Linked DNA regions of Mus musculus: all the other regions are linked to region 3. The links are chromatin contacts, called in public Hi-C, HiChIP or PLAC-seq and Micro-C maps. All regions are on one chromosome and are shown on one strand. The core of a region is the stretch at or near the end of the contact, and the rest is flanking DNA. Distances in the headings are between cores, read along the strand shown.

Region 1 (2,700 bases), core at 92-2,591, 360 kb after region 3:
ACTAGAAAGATGACTCAGCAGTTTAGTGCTGGCTACTCTTACAAAGGATCTGGGAGATGATTTGGATTCAGTTCCCTGGACCCAAGTGACAGGTAACAACAGTCTGTAATTCCTGTCCCAGGGGATCAGATGTCCTCTTCTCGCCTCTGCTGCTACCTTGGAAGCATATGGTGCACAGACAATACATGCAGGCAAAAAACACACATACACATAAAAATAAATAAATAAATAAACATGCATTCACATAAAAATAAATAAAAATTTAAGACCTATTAAAATAGTATTTTGGGGACTATTAAATATTTCGTAAAATATTGAAATGAAGTGACTTGTTTGTGCTAAGTTGATAATGGGCTTGCAGAGCATGCGTGAAGGCCTGGGTTTGATCTCCAGCACTGCGGAGACCAGGCCCAGGCGTGATGATGCATGTTAATAATTCCAGTGACCAGTGACATGGGTCTTTTTTTTTTTAATAGGATGATGGGACTCTTCTCCAAACAGTTGTGTCTGATCTAGGGACTTTGGGTCACTGAAGCTCAACCTGAGAGAATAGCTGAGTTTCTTTGTCACAGGCTCTTGTTGGAGTGTGCAGAGCAAGCTTTATTAAGAATTACAGAGGTGGGGGATGGTGTCACATTCCTTTGATCCTAACCCTGGCAAGGGCAAGGCCTGATGGGTCCCTACAGAGAGTTCCAGACCAGCTAACTAAAGGCTGCTGTAGTGAGATCCTGTCTCTTAAAAAAAAAAAAAAAAAAAAATATATATATATATATATATATATATGTATATATATATATATATATATATATATATATATATAGAGAGAGAGAGAGAGAGAGAGAGAGAGAGAGAGAGAAAGAGAAAAGGGAGAGCCGGGCGTGGCTGAGTTCGAGGCTAGCCTGTTCTACAAAGTGAGTTCCAGGACAGCCAGGGCTACACAGAGAAACCCTGTCTCGAAAAAGTAAAAAAAAAAAAAGAAAAGAAAAAAGAGAGAGCCATGATACTTGTTCTATGGGTTTTTTTTTCCTGTTCATATAATATATATAGTACACAGTGCTCCCATACATATATGCCCGCACCCCAGAAGAGGGCACCAGATCCCATTATAGAGGGTTGTGAGCCACCCAGTGGTTGCTAAGAATTGAACCCAGGACCTCTCGAAAAGCTTGCATAATTCTCCGTGACTCCACAGGCTCAGCCAACAGAGGGTCCGACCCTCTATTCTTATTCCCTGGCTCAACCAGGAAATCGCCTGTGATCTGTCCGTGCACTGCCCAGTTCCTCTGCTCAAAGCCCCTTCTGCGCGGCTGTGTCTGGTTAGCGGCAGAGCTCGACTATCTGGCGGATCTTGGTCTCTATGGGTGACCCAGGCACAGTTGATCATTCGCAGCTCCCTTTGTTTTCAAGAGGATTAAGGAGCTCCCTTTTTTTTTTTTTTTTTTTTTTTTTTTTGTTCTACTCTCCGGAACTGGGTGGAGGCTTCAGGTTAAAAGCCTTTTTAGTTTGTTTTTGTTTTGTTTTGTTTTTTGTGTAGTCCTTGCATGTCCCGGAACTTGCTATGTAGATCAGGCTAAAGTCTAACTCAGACTTCCACCACCTCTCAGGGTGTGCGGCCCCAACAAAAGAAGATATTCAAAAGAGGCACCTGAGTCTCTCAATCTGACTATCAATAGAATTGAAATCAATTGGAATAATGGACCGCAAAGAGATTGGAATTCCTCCCACGGAGCTCAGGCGAAGCGAGGAACCAGCAGGAGGGGAGATTGCTCAAAGCTGCAATGAAAAAAAAAAAAAAAGTCAAACTACCTTATGGAAGGAGACTTGACTGGAGCTGTGTTTGGTACAGGTGCGGTATGGTGGAGTAGAGCCTAAAAGGAATGCTAACACTTATTTAGCCCTTAATCTAAACTTAGATCTCATTCTAAGACGCTAAATTTGAACTTGGAAGGTTTCAATGATTTCACTTTGGTTGGTTGGTTGGTTTGGTTTGGTTCGGTTTTAAAGTACAGGGTTTCTCTGTGTAGCCCTGGCTGTCCTGAGACTCGATTTTGTAGCCCAGGCTGGCTTTAAGCTCAGAGACCTATCTTTGCCTCCCTGAGTACTGGGATTAAAGGCATGTGCCATCACACCTGGCTGCATTTCACAATTTTCGGTGATCACATTGAAAAGGAATAAATCCCAGATCACTGCTTTCTACTTTCTTTTTTCTTTTTTTTTTTTTTTTTTTTTTTTAAATGACAGACTACCACTGTATAGTCCTTGGCTGGCCTAGAACTCACTATGTAGATCAGGCTGTCCTTAAATTTGACCTACCAGTGCCTCCTAGTGCTATAATTGTTATAATTAAAAATTAATCCCAGCACTTGGGAGGCAGAGGCAGGTGGATTTCTGAGTTCGAGGCCAGCCTGGTCTACAAAGTGAGTTCCAGGACAGCCAGGGCTACACAGAGAAACCCTGTCTCAAAAAACAAAACAAAAAAATTAAAAGCATGCACCAACATACCTGGTCCCAAACTTCTTTTAGGATGTGGCAAGGATGCCCTGCATCCCTTGCTGAAAACAAGCACCACTATCTGAGTTCAGCCAGGGATAAAGTTCCAAGCTTGGGAAGAAAGCAGGGAGCTGCCCCTGTGTTAAAGAGTCTCGGAGGCTCATTGCCTAGAACACCCATGGTTTGTGGTGAACTGGAATGTTAGAAATC
Region 2 (2,700 bases), core at 34-2,533, 350 kb after region 3:
GGTCAGTGCAGAAGCACAAAGGCAGGCATCTAACATATCCTGGGTATTTCTCCTCACCAGGTCTGTTTGAAGTCCGAGCCCAGGAGTACCTGGAAACCCTGCCCAGCGGAGAGCACAGCGGAGTCAATAAATTCCTCAAGGGACTGGGTAAGGCTGGGTCCCTGTCGCCAGCCTCAGCTCTAAACCATCTTTCCTGGAGTCTTCACTACTTCCATCCACAAGAGCCAGGAACGGTACAGGGTGGACTGTCTACCTCTCTTAGTCTGTCCCTGGGAACTAGGGTGGCCTCACTGACATCCTTGCCACCATCTTCTGAACCCCCGAGTCTTGTGGCAACCAACAGAGGCAGCATGCCCTGGGCGAGGCAGGGAGTACCTTAACACAGGTAGGATTCCTCCCAACCTCCGAATGCCCCTGAGCAAAAAAGAATCATCAAGAGGACTGCTGGTGGTGGCGGCGCACACCTTTAATCCCAGCACTCGGGAGGCAGAGGCAGGTGGATGTCTGAGTTCGAGGCCAGCCTGGTCTACAGAGTGAGTTCCAGGACAGTCAGGGCTACACAGAGAAACCCTGTCTCAAAAAACCAAAAGAAAAAAAAAAAAAAGAAGAATCATCAGGACTACAGTTTAATCAGCAAAAAGGTCCTTAAGGGTGCACACTGTGCTCCAGAGTAAACCCTGGAGGTGGAGGAGGAAGATCAGGAGCTGTGTGACCAGCCAGCAAGACATCACAGCATGTGGCACACAAGCCTAAGTCCAGTCCCCAGAACCCACATAAACGCGGGAGGAGGGAACTGAGTCCACAAAGATGTCCTTTGACTCCACAGCCTGCTGAGAGACACACACTTTCCTGTGCACCCCCTCCCTCCCCTCCCCCCCTGATAAAATGTTCTCACTTTCTTTTTTAGGCAATAAAATGAAGTTTCTCCACAAGAAATAACCCTCATCTTGGCCCAAGGGAAAACCTCCTCCCTACGCCCCAGTCCTCCCAGGATGGACCCCTTAGCTGGGCAGGTGGCACGCGCTCACAACAGCTCCGGAAGGGACCAGCCAGCATGCAGAATGTTGTTACTGTGGTTAGTTGCTTCTGGGACCTTTAAATCTTAGATATTAAAAGAGAAGAAGAAGGAAAGTGTTTGGCTCTTCCTTCATTCAGCTCTCCTGCCCCATCTCATCGCCTCTGGGCCAGCTCATTGACTCTGTGGAGCCAGGAGTTAGGAAGCGCGGCAGCCACAGAAACACTTCTGCCCACGCCACTGCTTCTTCCGCACTGGTCTATGACGCCACCTGGTGGCAGAGACTGGACTTTACTGTTCTTGACTACATTTTCTTTTTTTTTCTCCTAGAAGCCGTATAGCTCCATTCATGCCCCAAAAGTCTGTGGCTTTTAGAGGGACACATTTAAAAAAACAGGAAATCTTGTTAACTGGTAATAAAATGTTCTAAGGGTCCTGAAGTTTCTATTTCCTGTGGCCCAACCATGACACTTAGGCCACTGCTGTGAGCCTGTTCCTCTTGACCAACAAAGCTAGGAGAGGTTTCTGTAGTTGCTTCTCTTTTATGAGAGAGAGGACCCGAATCAGCTGACCTGTGGGGACAGTAAGAGTCTGCAGGAGCCCTGTGTGCAGCAAAGGAAGGTTCTCGGGCTGGCCTCGGGGCTGCCACCCCGATACTGTGAATGCCACCAAAAACTGACTACATCTGGATCGCCTCTGACCTGGGCAGGATTAATAGGAGTGCGTGGCTGGGATGTTGGAGGTAGCCAGAGAAAGCAGGTGAGCACAGCACGGGGGCTCAGGGACCGATTCCACAAGCTCCTAGGCTTAGGTAACTTTCTGATAGCAATATTCTGTGTATTTTTATATTGCCCCCAAGTGATCACAGTTAGTATTTTGGAATATACGTTCTTTTCTAACTTATTTTATATTATACTGTTTTACTTAAGAACTTCAGGTGAATAAATAAATAAGTATATCTTTATCAACATTCCTAGTGAGTGTATAATATTCTATTTTATTGATGTTTTTGTATTTGACTTAAACAAAACCTAAAATAAAATTGGGGGAATGTGCTAGGCGGTGGTGGCGCACACACACCTTTAATCCCAACACTTGGGAGGCAGAAGCAGGTGGATTTCTGAGTTTGAGGCCAGCCTGGTCTACAAAGTGAGTTCCAGGGCAGCCAGGGATACACAGAAAAAACCCTGTCTCAAAAAATCAAACAAACAAACAAATATTGGGGGAATGTACTAGGCTATTTGTATGAAGAGGCTTTTTTCTTTTCCTTTTTCATTTTTTGAGACAGAGTTTCTCTGTATAGCCCTAGCTGTCCTGGAACTCACTTTGTAGACCAGGCTGGCCTTGAACTCAGAAATCCACCTGCCTCTGCCTCCCGAGTGCTGGGATTAAAGGCGTGCACCACCATACCCGGCTCTTTCCTTTTTTTTTTGTTTTGTTTTGTTTTTTTCAAGACAGGGTTTCTCTGTATAGTGCTGGCTATCCTGGAACTCAGTCAGTAGACCAGGCTGGCCTCGAACTCAGAATTTTGCCTGCCTCACAAGTGTTGGGATTAAAGGTGTGCACCCCCTGCCACACTGAAGAGGCTTTTTTTCAGTGGTCTTTATATTAAAAGGGGGAGACACACTGCATGTGTAAAGAAGGCTCAGGCTGGTGAGATGGTGCCACCGCTGGTGAACGCTGCA
Region 3 (2,700 bases), core at 59-2,558:
GATTTCAAGGAGTGAGCTGTTCCAAAGAGAAGGGCAAGAGCACAGTAGATTCCCCGTCGTATTTTTTTTTTAATTCTTACATTTATAAAGTGGGTGTCATAGTGATAGAGTAGGGCGAGCCTTTTTCTTTCCTAAGTCACGGTGGGTCAGATCACTTTTGAAGGATATTTCTTCTCAGGATCCTCTAGAAAAGCTTATCCTGGCCAAGCCCACAATGAAAATAATATCGTAATGAAGTCATGGTCTCTGCAGGATGCTGACCCTTCACTGGTGCACACGTAGGCAAATACCCCGGTACCTTAGTTGTTGATGCGGTATGAGCAACCTATCTTCATTCCCAAGGACAGTCAACGGTAAAGGGCACTCTGACCCGCAGCTGACACAGCTGCGCAGATAAAGCTGCAGTTTTCTTGGCCCACATATCTGATTTCTTTTGAGATTGCTCAAGATCTCATGATTGATCTCATACTGTCCGTTACGATATTTTCTTGCTCCACAATTAAGACATCTTGCTTTTAAAAAACAATTGAGAGTTTATCATAAAAGTTTGAGTCTGGGATTGACGGCCCAGGTGTGTACCTTTAATCCCAGCACTCAGGAGGCAGAGGCAGATGGGTCTCTGAGTTTGAGGCCAGCCTGGTCTACACGGTGAGTTCCAAGACAGCCAATGCTACATAGAGAAACCCTGTCTCAACAAACAAAACAAAACAAAAAAAGAAAAGAAAAGAAAAAGGCTGGGGACAGAGTTTTACACTAGCTTATCCAAATGTACAAAGAGAAGCAGAACTTAGGCTATCTTCCAAAACACAATTTCTCTGTGTTACTGCTCCTGTCTATCTCCTATCCAAGAGTTCTATCCCTGTACCCCGAAAAGAGAACCACAGCTCAACTCCTTGATTGATAGGAACCCAACACGGTCAGAAAGACTCTGAGCTAGCATCAAGTATCTTTGGAACGCAAAGAGCATAAGCTCTAATGAAAAGAAAAATGAAACGTGAAGACAAAGGAAAAATACTGCATTTCATTCTATTATCACAGAGCAAGGAGCTTCAGCGAGGAGGGACTCAGCTCTGGCTATTCTCGACAAAATGATGCGTGTGGTCCCTCTAGAACCTTCCTGGATAGCCAAGGCTCCCCCACTCTCAGAACCACACCCACACAACCCGGCTTTCCTCGCGGGCGGAGGCCCTGGGCTCAGAGCGAGCGCGGCCGCTAGGTGTCGCCCGAGGTCCCGCCCCCAGGGAGTGAGAGTAGTTCCGGGTTGTCCGCCGACTCCGCTCTAGCCATCAAGCTTCCGCCTCTCTCCTGCTCTCTGGAGCTGGGAAGCAAGTAAAGGGGGGCGGGCCTTCCGGGGACGCGCGTGCGCGAGGTCAGGAGCAGGTAAGGCAAGCGGAGCGCTGGGGTCACAGCAGAGGGCGGCGGCGGTGCGGGCGGACCCGGGTCCCTAACCTGGTGGAATTGCCAGATCCAGTCGAGTCAGTTAGGGGCCTTCCTGGAGCTTCCACGTGTACCCCACAAACACCCGAGGCTTTCCCCTTATCCTGTGGGGAACTGAACAAACCAAAAACGCACTTCCTTTCTCCTAGTGAGCCCGCCCTCGCACTCAGTTTTGTGTGGGATGCGCCGGCGATATTTGTTGATTGTTATTTAAAATGCAGTTTAGATGATGCTTGGGAAAATGAATGACTCTACTACAGCTTCCAGCGCCGGAGGAGTGCGCGAATCAGACAGCGGAGAGTATGAGTTGTGCATGCTGAACAAAAAAAAAAAAATAAAGTTATCTGTTCGGAGGGGTTCATGCCCTGTGACCCAGTAAAATAATTGGTACCAGTTTTTAAATGCTCTGAGCACGTTGCTTCTCAGTAACAACTCGTATGCATTCCTTGGGTCGTGATTAGGCAGGCACTATGCCTTCAGCTTTCCTTGTCAGTCGAAACTCAAATAATAAGGTAAATTGTACTCCTGATGTTGATAATTGACCTACACTTATACCCACACAAGTGTACCTGCAAGCATTTTAAATAAATAGATCCATGAGAAAGATAAACTTATCTTTTTATGCCAAAAGGGGAAAAAAGAGTTCTGAATTTTCAGATGTGGGCTTTATGTGTTTTGCTTGACATATTTAAGTAATTTGGTTTTGCTTCTCATTTTCAACGGTTATTTTCACCTGTATTTTTCTTTCATTCACATTTAAAGAAACATGATATTTCAAAGGAACTAATTTGTGAGGCTGAAGAGATGGCTCAGTAGTTAATAGAGCATATTGCTCTTGCAGGATCCAGGTTGAGTTTCTAGTCAGATAACTCACAACCACGTATAACACCATTATAGGGCAGAGGTTCTCAACCTGTGAGTCACATATCAGATATCCTGCATATCAGATATTTACATTACAATTCATAAATTCATAACAATAGCAGAACTGCAGTTATGAAGTAGAAATGAAATAATTTTATGGTAGAGGGGTCAGCACGACATAAGGAACTGTATTAAAGGAACGCCGCATTAGGAAGATTGAGAACTACTGGTCTAGGGGAACCCTCTCCATCTTGCCTCCCTGGGAACATAGTCACACAGACCCACCCACAAATAACTTTTGTTTGTTTGTTTTTAATTTTTACCCTATTGTGTAACTCCTAGGATAATTTTATGTGAATTGAAATCTAATTGGCATGTAAATCATTTGACTTAATGTTA
Region 4 (2,700 bases), core at 48-2,547, 300 kb after region 3:
CTGAAACTTATTGTACCCTAAGTGGGCCACAGACCTTGACAGTTCCCTTACCTCAGAGTATTGGAATTATAAACATGAATCATCATGCCCAGCTTTTATTTGCTTTGTTTTGTTGTGTTGTACTTTTGGGGTTTTTGGGGTTTTTTTTTTTTTTTTGAGACAGGGTCTCATTATGTGGCTCTGGCTGGACTGGAATTCACTGTGTAGACCAGGCTGGTCTAGAACTCACATAGATCTGCCTGCCTGTGCCTCCTAAATGCTGTGAATAAAGGCTTATTCCATAATGCCTATCATTGATTTTTAAGACAGAATCTCACTATATTGACCAGGCTGACCTACAGCTTGATGTTAACCCTCCAGCTTTAGCCTCCCAGGTGCAGGCATTGCAGACGTGCACTGCCACACCCGCCTCCTAGCCACTTTTTAAAAGTTTAGACTAACAAACCCTTCTTTATGTGTCAGGATCCAAATGCAAAGCATGCCTCATATGTTGACATCTTGATCTCACAAATATGGGGGAAAAAAATCACAACAGAGTTGAGGTATATCCTGAAAGGCCAGGATGTCCTGCAGAGTCCATTTGGATGGTGGCTAATCCCGTCCCATCAAACCCACGATCATCTAAATTAGTTGTTGTGTTGCATGCTCTGTAAGAAAGGGCTTGTACAGTGAAGCATGCAGACACCTTTCGTTGTTAGTGCTAGGAACTTCAAACTACACCTTCACCCTATCCTCTACCCTTATGGGACAAGTCTAGGCAAATAACCTGGACCGGCAGAGGTCAGAGTCCGTGCACCACAGCACATTATCATCCCAGAAAGCAGTTAATATGTATGACCCAGATCCCATAAGCTGGTGCTCTAAGACTTGGTCCCTCTGTCCCGCTTGGAGCCCTCAGTGGAGGCAGAAGAGGCTAATGGAGCGATAGCCCCTCCTTTGGGGATGGGTTTCTGCTGCAAGTCGGGCATTTGCCCTGGCTTACATTACAGCTCTGCAGCCCTGGTCCGAAAGCTTTGGCTTGACCCACTTTGCATTCTGACCTCTGCTGTGTTTGGAACCGGCCTGAATTGATTCAAGTTCTCTCTTTGTTTCTCTCCACGGTGCACAACCCAGAAAGTCCTATGAGTTCGAGGACTTACTACAGTCTTCCTCAGAGAACAGCAGGGTGGACTGGTATGCACAGACCAAATTGGGACTCACACGCACTTTATCGGAGGAGAACGTCTATGAAGACATTCTAGGTAAGAGGTCAGAAAATCCAGAAGTAGAGCTGCTTCCCCTCGAGCTGGCAGAAAGGAAGGAGAAACACCAGGCTGCTGTAAAAGAAAGTAATAAAAAGGGAAGCACTGCTTGCTTTGTACAACCCACCTCAGGAAAAGACACCAAAAAATGGTTGTGTATCCACAGATGGTATACAACTTTTACTATATTAAATGTACTCATCATTACACTGTGACTGTTATAAATACATATGCTCAAAATCACTAATAAAAATATAATGTAACCTTAAAAACCAAAAACTGAGCCAGGCGTGGTGGCGCATGCCTTTAATCCCAGCACTTGGTAGGCAGAGGCAGGCGGATTTCTGAGTTTGAGGCCAGCCTGGTCTACAGAGTGAGTTCCAGGACAGCCAGGGCTACACAGAGAAACCCTGTCTCAAAAAACAAAAAACAAAAAAACACCCCAAAAACCGAAATGGAGCTGGTGAGAGGGAAAAGGCCCACAGGTATTTGTGCATGTGGGGCAGAGGGGGTAGATGCTCACAGACAACATTCATGGTGCAACCAGTACCAGAAATGCCTCATAAGAGGAAGCCCAGGACTGAGGGAGGGCTTAGCAGAGCCGCTTCTGTCTGGGTTCCCACCCATGTGATGAGAGAGCAAAGGAAGTTTGGGAGAATAATAATCTGTAACCCAAACTGGCTTCTTCTTTCTCTTTCTCCCAGGGTGGCCTATTCTCAGCGGGGCTTCTCACAGTCCCCAGGAAGGCTGCTACCAGCTCCCTGGAACCCATGGCTTTCCTCTGTAGAACCAGAGCCTTGGGGCCTGCAAGTCCCAGCAAATGTCCCCAGCCACTCCAGCCAGATCACCTTATGTCCTATGTCCACTTTTAGAGCCAGAAGTGCTATTCAGCAATTGCCTTAGGCCTGGGCTGTCAGCCCTCCCTGAGCGCACCTCTGAGGCAGAGTCCGGGCCTGGCAGAACAGGTAGCCCGGAAACTGAGAGTGGAGTTTATTTGATACAGCTACAAATGGAAAGATGGGGAGTTATCACCTCAGTGAGAATTAGGATCTGCTGCCAGAGGAAAGGATGGCCAAAGAAACAACACACATCCCACAAGCACTCCCAGGAGGAGGCCAAGATAGGGGCTTAGTGCTCCCAGGGCTGGAGAGATTTCGCAGCAGTTGAAAGCACTGGCTGCTTGCTATTCAGAGGACCCAGGTTCAGTTTCCAGTGCCCACCTGGCGGCTCATAATCATCTGTAACCCCAATGCCATGGGATTTGACATCCTCTTCCGGCCTTCTCGGGTGTCAGCCATGCACGTGGTACACAGATAATATGTTCAAGCAAAGCACCATTCACATAAAATAAATCTTTTAAATGTAAAAGAGGAAGAGGCAAAGCTCTAACATTCTGACCCATGTTGTCACTGGTCACAGATCCGCCAATGAAGGAAAATCCTTATGAAGATGTGGAGCT
Region 5 (2,700 bases), core at 134-2,633, 280 kb after region 3:
TTGCGTGGTGGGTGTTTGGTCTGTGGAGCCAGAGTGCAGGCTGTAGAGAGCAGGGGGGTGGGGTGGAGATCGGCTGTGCTCCCTTCTCCCCACCCCCTGGCCCATGTGGCTATCTGCCAGAAGAGGACAGAAAGGCAGTGTCTGTGGGCCCAGCCACATGGAGAGACTCCAGAAGCTTCAGCTGTGTGAGAGTTGTGAGAGGGACAATGAGTTCCTTCCTGTCCCTGAAAGGCCTTTCAGGGCTCCCCTCCACTGTGGGATGGGTGGACCTGAGCTCCTAGCTTCCTTGGAGAACTGGGCTCGGTTACACCACAGATTTATTCCAGAGTATATGGTGCTGGGTTGCCGTAAAGCAACAGCTAGACTCCTGGGCAAGTCTATGCTCCAGTTCTCCCTGTGCCCAACTCCCAATGGCTTCGCCTGCTCCATTTCAGCTTTCAGGTCCCTCCTTGCCTGCTTCCTCTTAAAAAGAGTGTTTGTGCACATTATTTATTTGGATGTGCACGCACACTGGTGAAAAGGACAGACTGGGGCTTGAACTCAGGTCCTCGGGTTCGGTGGCAGGCACTTTTATACCCCCTGAGCCATCTCACCAGACTGTGTCTTCATTTCATAAAGGGTGATCCATGAGTGCTCTATTTTTATTTGTCTTATGTTTTAATTGAATTTATGTATTTGTTGTCTTAGTCACTATTCTATTGCTGTCAAGAGACACCATGGCCAAGGCAGCTCTTTTAGGAAGGAAAAGGGTTTAACTGGGGCTTGCGTAAAGTTTCAGAGGTTTTACTCCACCCTGATCGTTATGATGAAGAGTGCTGGGACAGATGGCACTAGAACAGTAGCTGAGAAGTTTACATCCTGATCCCCAGGCGGCAGCCAGAGACAGACAGACACTGACTGAGAGAGGCAGAGACTGACTGAGCCTGGCTCATGCTTTTGAAACATCAAAGCCCACCCCTGGCAACATACTTCCTCTAACTGGGGACTAAATATGCAAATATATGAGCCTGTGGGGTCATTAACATTCAGACCACATTTATTTATTTCTGTCTCTTCGCTGGCCTTTCCCTCCTGGTACCTAAGATCTGTTAGCATGTTTTGAAACAGGCCTCTTGATTCCTTTGAGGAAGTTCTGAGCCAAGACACTGAGTACCCTCAGTTTTACCTGGCAGGTAGAAGTCTTGGAAGCCCCAGGAGATCATGTGACCTCATCCACCTAAGACAGATTTTCTAGTTTCTTCTTGCCACCTCCCATTCCGGGTGAAATGGGGCCACATACCTGCTTCCTTCTGAAGGAGGGGCCCATGTGCCTCATGGAGTCTTTATCACTGGTCCTCTAGGCTTCCTGGAGTCTCTCTTGGTGCTGACATGGTGACCGTGTGCAAGCAGGCCACAGACAGCCACAGCCCAACTGGAACTCTGAGCTACAGATTGGCTGACAAGTAAGAGCCGCCCTTAGCATGCGCATGCGCCCTGGAAGTAGATGAGCACGCTTCTCCACCTCCTTCTGTTCTCCCTAAGAGTGTAGGAACTGACGGCCTGTCTACTTCTCCCTTTTACTACTTGCACCTACTCCCTTTCCTTAACCGGGGAATGTCACTCTCCTGAGCCTCCTGTCAGACGGCTCCTTGAACTGCCTTCATTTGAGACTTGAGAGGTCTGGATATTGCTGAGTGAGTGTTGTGTGCCTTCCAGGCCAGGGTATCTTTTTCTAGCTATAGAATCACGGTTTTTCACTTCTCTCTAAACGCTAAAGCTTTGCAGCCGTAGCTGTTCCCATCTTCTGCTAGCGGGAAGCCTTCCCCCTCCTCACCCCCCCCCCCCCCCCCCCCCGCTCATATTCTGCTATCACCAATCTCATCACAACTCTCAGCAGCCCAGACGCTAGAAACAGGAACTGCAGACACCCACGGGTATAAGAGTCACGTGGAGAAGACACTCTGTCAGTCCTGGGGACAGTTAAAATAGTGTCATCGCCCTGTACGCTTCTTGCTTGACCTTGGTAATGTTCTTCCAACAAGCCATTGTCTCTTCCTCGAGTATTGTTGAGTCACTCCAGGTATTTGAAAACTATAATGGTCACAGTTAGTTGTAATTAGTTGAGTGCCTTGGGATATATATATATATATTTTTTTTTTTTCTTTTTGGTTTTTTGAGACAGGGTTTCTCTGTATAGCCCTGGCTGTCCTGGAACTCACTTTGTAGACCAGGCTGGCCTCGAACTCAGAAATCCGCCTGCCTCTGCCTCACGAGTGCTGGGATTAAAGGCGTGTGCCACCACGGCCGGCTAAATATATAGTTTTATAATGCATATTTATATATTTAAATGTGTTTATTCTATTTTAAAATATATATATTTATATAATATATAAACATTGTATAAATATATAGTATATTTATATATAAATATATATGCTTATTTTATATATATTCATTTATTAAATGCATATGTACTATCAACCTACCATACACCAGTAACAACAAACTAGATTATGCGGCTTCTGCATGCAGAAGGCTCTCGTCTACAGAAGGCAGCTAGCATTCCTCCTTTTAAAAGAAAAAAGGAGGACTAGGTACATGGTTCGGTGGTAGAGCCCACCCAGCTCAATTCCTGTGCTCACTCTCCATGTTGAGAAGGAAAATGAGCAAGGGCTCAAGCCCCAGTCTTTCATCCCCTGTCCAGAGCCGTGAGGTAGCATA

The links. Hi-C and Micro-C count contacts between places; a contact is called where the count stands out from the background. HiChIP or PLAC-seq counts read pairs in DNA pulled down with a chosen protein or histone mark.
Region 1: a contact with region 3 is called in an H3K27ac HiChIP or PLAC-seq map of embryonic stem cells, with 5 read pairs. The contact joins the enhancer-like site here to the promoter of Mrps33 in region 3. A contact is called at or near these places in 4 of 39 promoter capture datasets (the C10 cell line, cranial neural crest, liver and 1 more), 4 of 115 datasets of contacts at active chromatin or transcription factors (bone marrow-derived macrophages, embryonic stem cells, large pre-B cells and 1 more) and 1 of 9 other capture datasets (pancreatic islet).
Region 2: a contact with region 3 is called in a Hi-C map of the P5424 cell line, with 5 times the contacts expected there. The contact joins the enhancer-like site here to the promoter of Mrps33 in region 3. A contact is called at or near these places in 13 of 39 promoter capture datasets (the C10 cell line, HPC-7-derived erythroid cells, cranial neural crest and 7 more), 8 of 484 Hi-C or Micro-C datasets (ECoMG myeloid progenitors, ECoMG-derived neutrophils, the P5424 cell line and 4 more), 6 of 115 datasets of contacts at active chromatin or transcription factors (bone marrow-derived macrophages, cardiomyocytes, extraembryonic endoderm stem cells and 3 more) and 2 of 9 other capture datasets (adipose tissue and liver).
Region 4: a contact with region 3 is called in an H3K27ac HiChIP or PLAC-seq map of microglia, with 9 times the contacts expected there. The contact joins the enhancer-like site here to the promoter of Mrps33 in region 3. A contact is called at or near these places in 1 of 484 Hi-C or Micro-C datasets (nephron progenitors), 4 of 115 datasets of contacts at active chromatin or transcription factors (extraembryonic endoderm stem cells, large pre-B cells, microglia and 1 more) and 3 of 9 other capture datasets (adipose tissue, liver and pancreatic islet).
Region 5: a Micro-C map of embryonic stem cells shows a contact between it and region 3, with 3 times the contacts expected there. The contact joins the promoter of 8030453O22Rik here to the promoter of Mrps33 in region 3. A contact is called at or near these places in 2 of 39 promoter capture datasets (the C10 cell line and maxillary cranial neural crest), 1 of 484 Hi-C or Micro-C datasets (embryonic stem cells), 2 of 115 datasets of contacts at active chromatin or transcription factors (extraembryonic endoderm stem cells and pancreatic cancer cells) and 3 of 9 other capture datasets (adipose tissue, liver and pancreatic islet).

What each region holds. Positions count from the first base shown.
Region 1 is chr6:39,444,947-39,447,646 of GRCm38.p6, reverse strand. No RefSeq gene overlaps it. Among named protein-coding and RNA genes, the nearest start is that of Gm25402, 24 kb to the right of the region's middle. Within about 2 kb of position 1,341, at least 105 of the 459 cell types and tissues checked have an H3K27ac peak or open chromatin away from gene starts, as enhancers often do. A contact at or near this core is called in bone marrow-derived macrophages and embryonic stem cells, where this site is marked.
Region 2 is chr6:39,461,659-39,464,358 of GRCm38.p6, reverse strand. It overlaps Dennd2a (DENN/MADD domain containing 2A), which reads left to right. Exons shown (of 19, transcript NM_172477.4): 18 at 61-147; 19 at 908-1,981. The coding sequence ends at 939. Among named protein-coding and RNA genes, the nearest start is that of Gm52860, 7.4 kb to the left of the region's middle. Within about 2 kb of position 1,283, at least 48 of the 459 cell types and tissues checked have an H3K27ac peak or open chromatin away from gene starts, as enhancers often do. A contact at or near this core is called in the P5424 cell line, bone marrow-derived macrophages, pro-B cells and 1 more, where this site is marked.
Region 3 is chr6:39,809,544-39,812,243 of GRCm38.p6, reverse strand. It overlaps Mrps33 (mitochondrial ribosomal protein S33), which reads left to right and starts at 1,308. Exons shown (of 3, transcript NM_010270.2): 1 at 1,308-1,380.
Region 4 is chr6:39,506,783-39,509,482 of GRCm38.p6, reverse strand. Dennd2a (DENN/MADD domain containing 2A) reads left to right here. Exons shown (of 19, transcript NM_172477.4): 3 at 1,114-1,241; 4 at 2,661-2,700. It overlaps Gm52860 (a long non-coding RNA gene), which reads right to left. Exons shown (of 3, transcript XR_003956284.1): 3 at 1,235-1,316. Among named protein-coding and RNA genes, the nearest start is that of 8030453O22Rik, 19 kb to the left of the region's middle. Within about 2 kb of position 1,297, at least 19 of the 459 cell types and tissues checked have an H3K27ac peak or open chromatin away from gene starts, as enhancers often do. A contact at or near this core is called in microglia, where this site is marked.
Region 5 is chr6:39,526,224-39,528,923 of GRCm38.p6, reverse strand. 8030453O22Rik (RIKEN cDNA 8030453O22 gene) reads right to left here and starts at 1,383. Exons shown (of 2, transcript NR_167680.1): 1 at 1,280-1,383. The region is part of intron 1 of Dennd2a (DENN/MADD domain containing 2A); the gene reads left to right.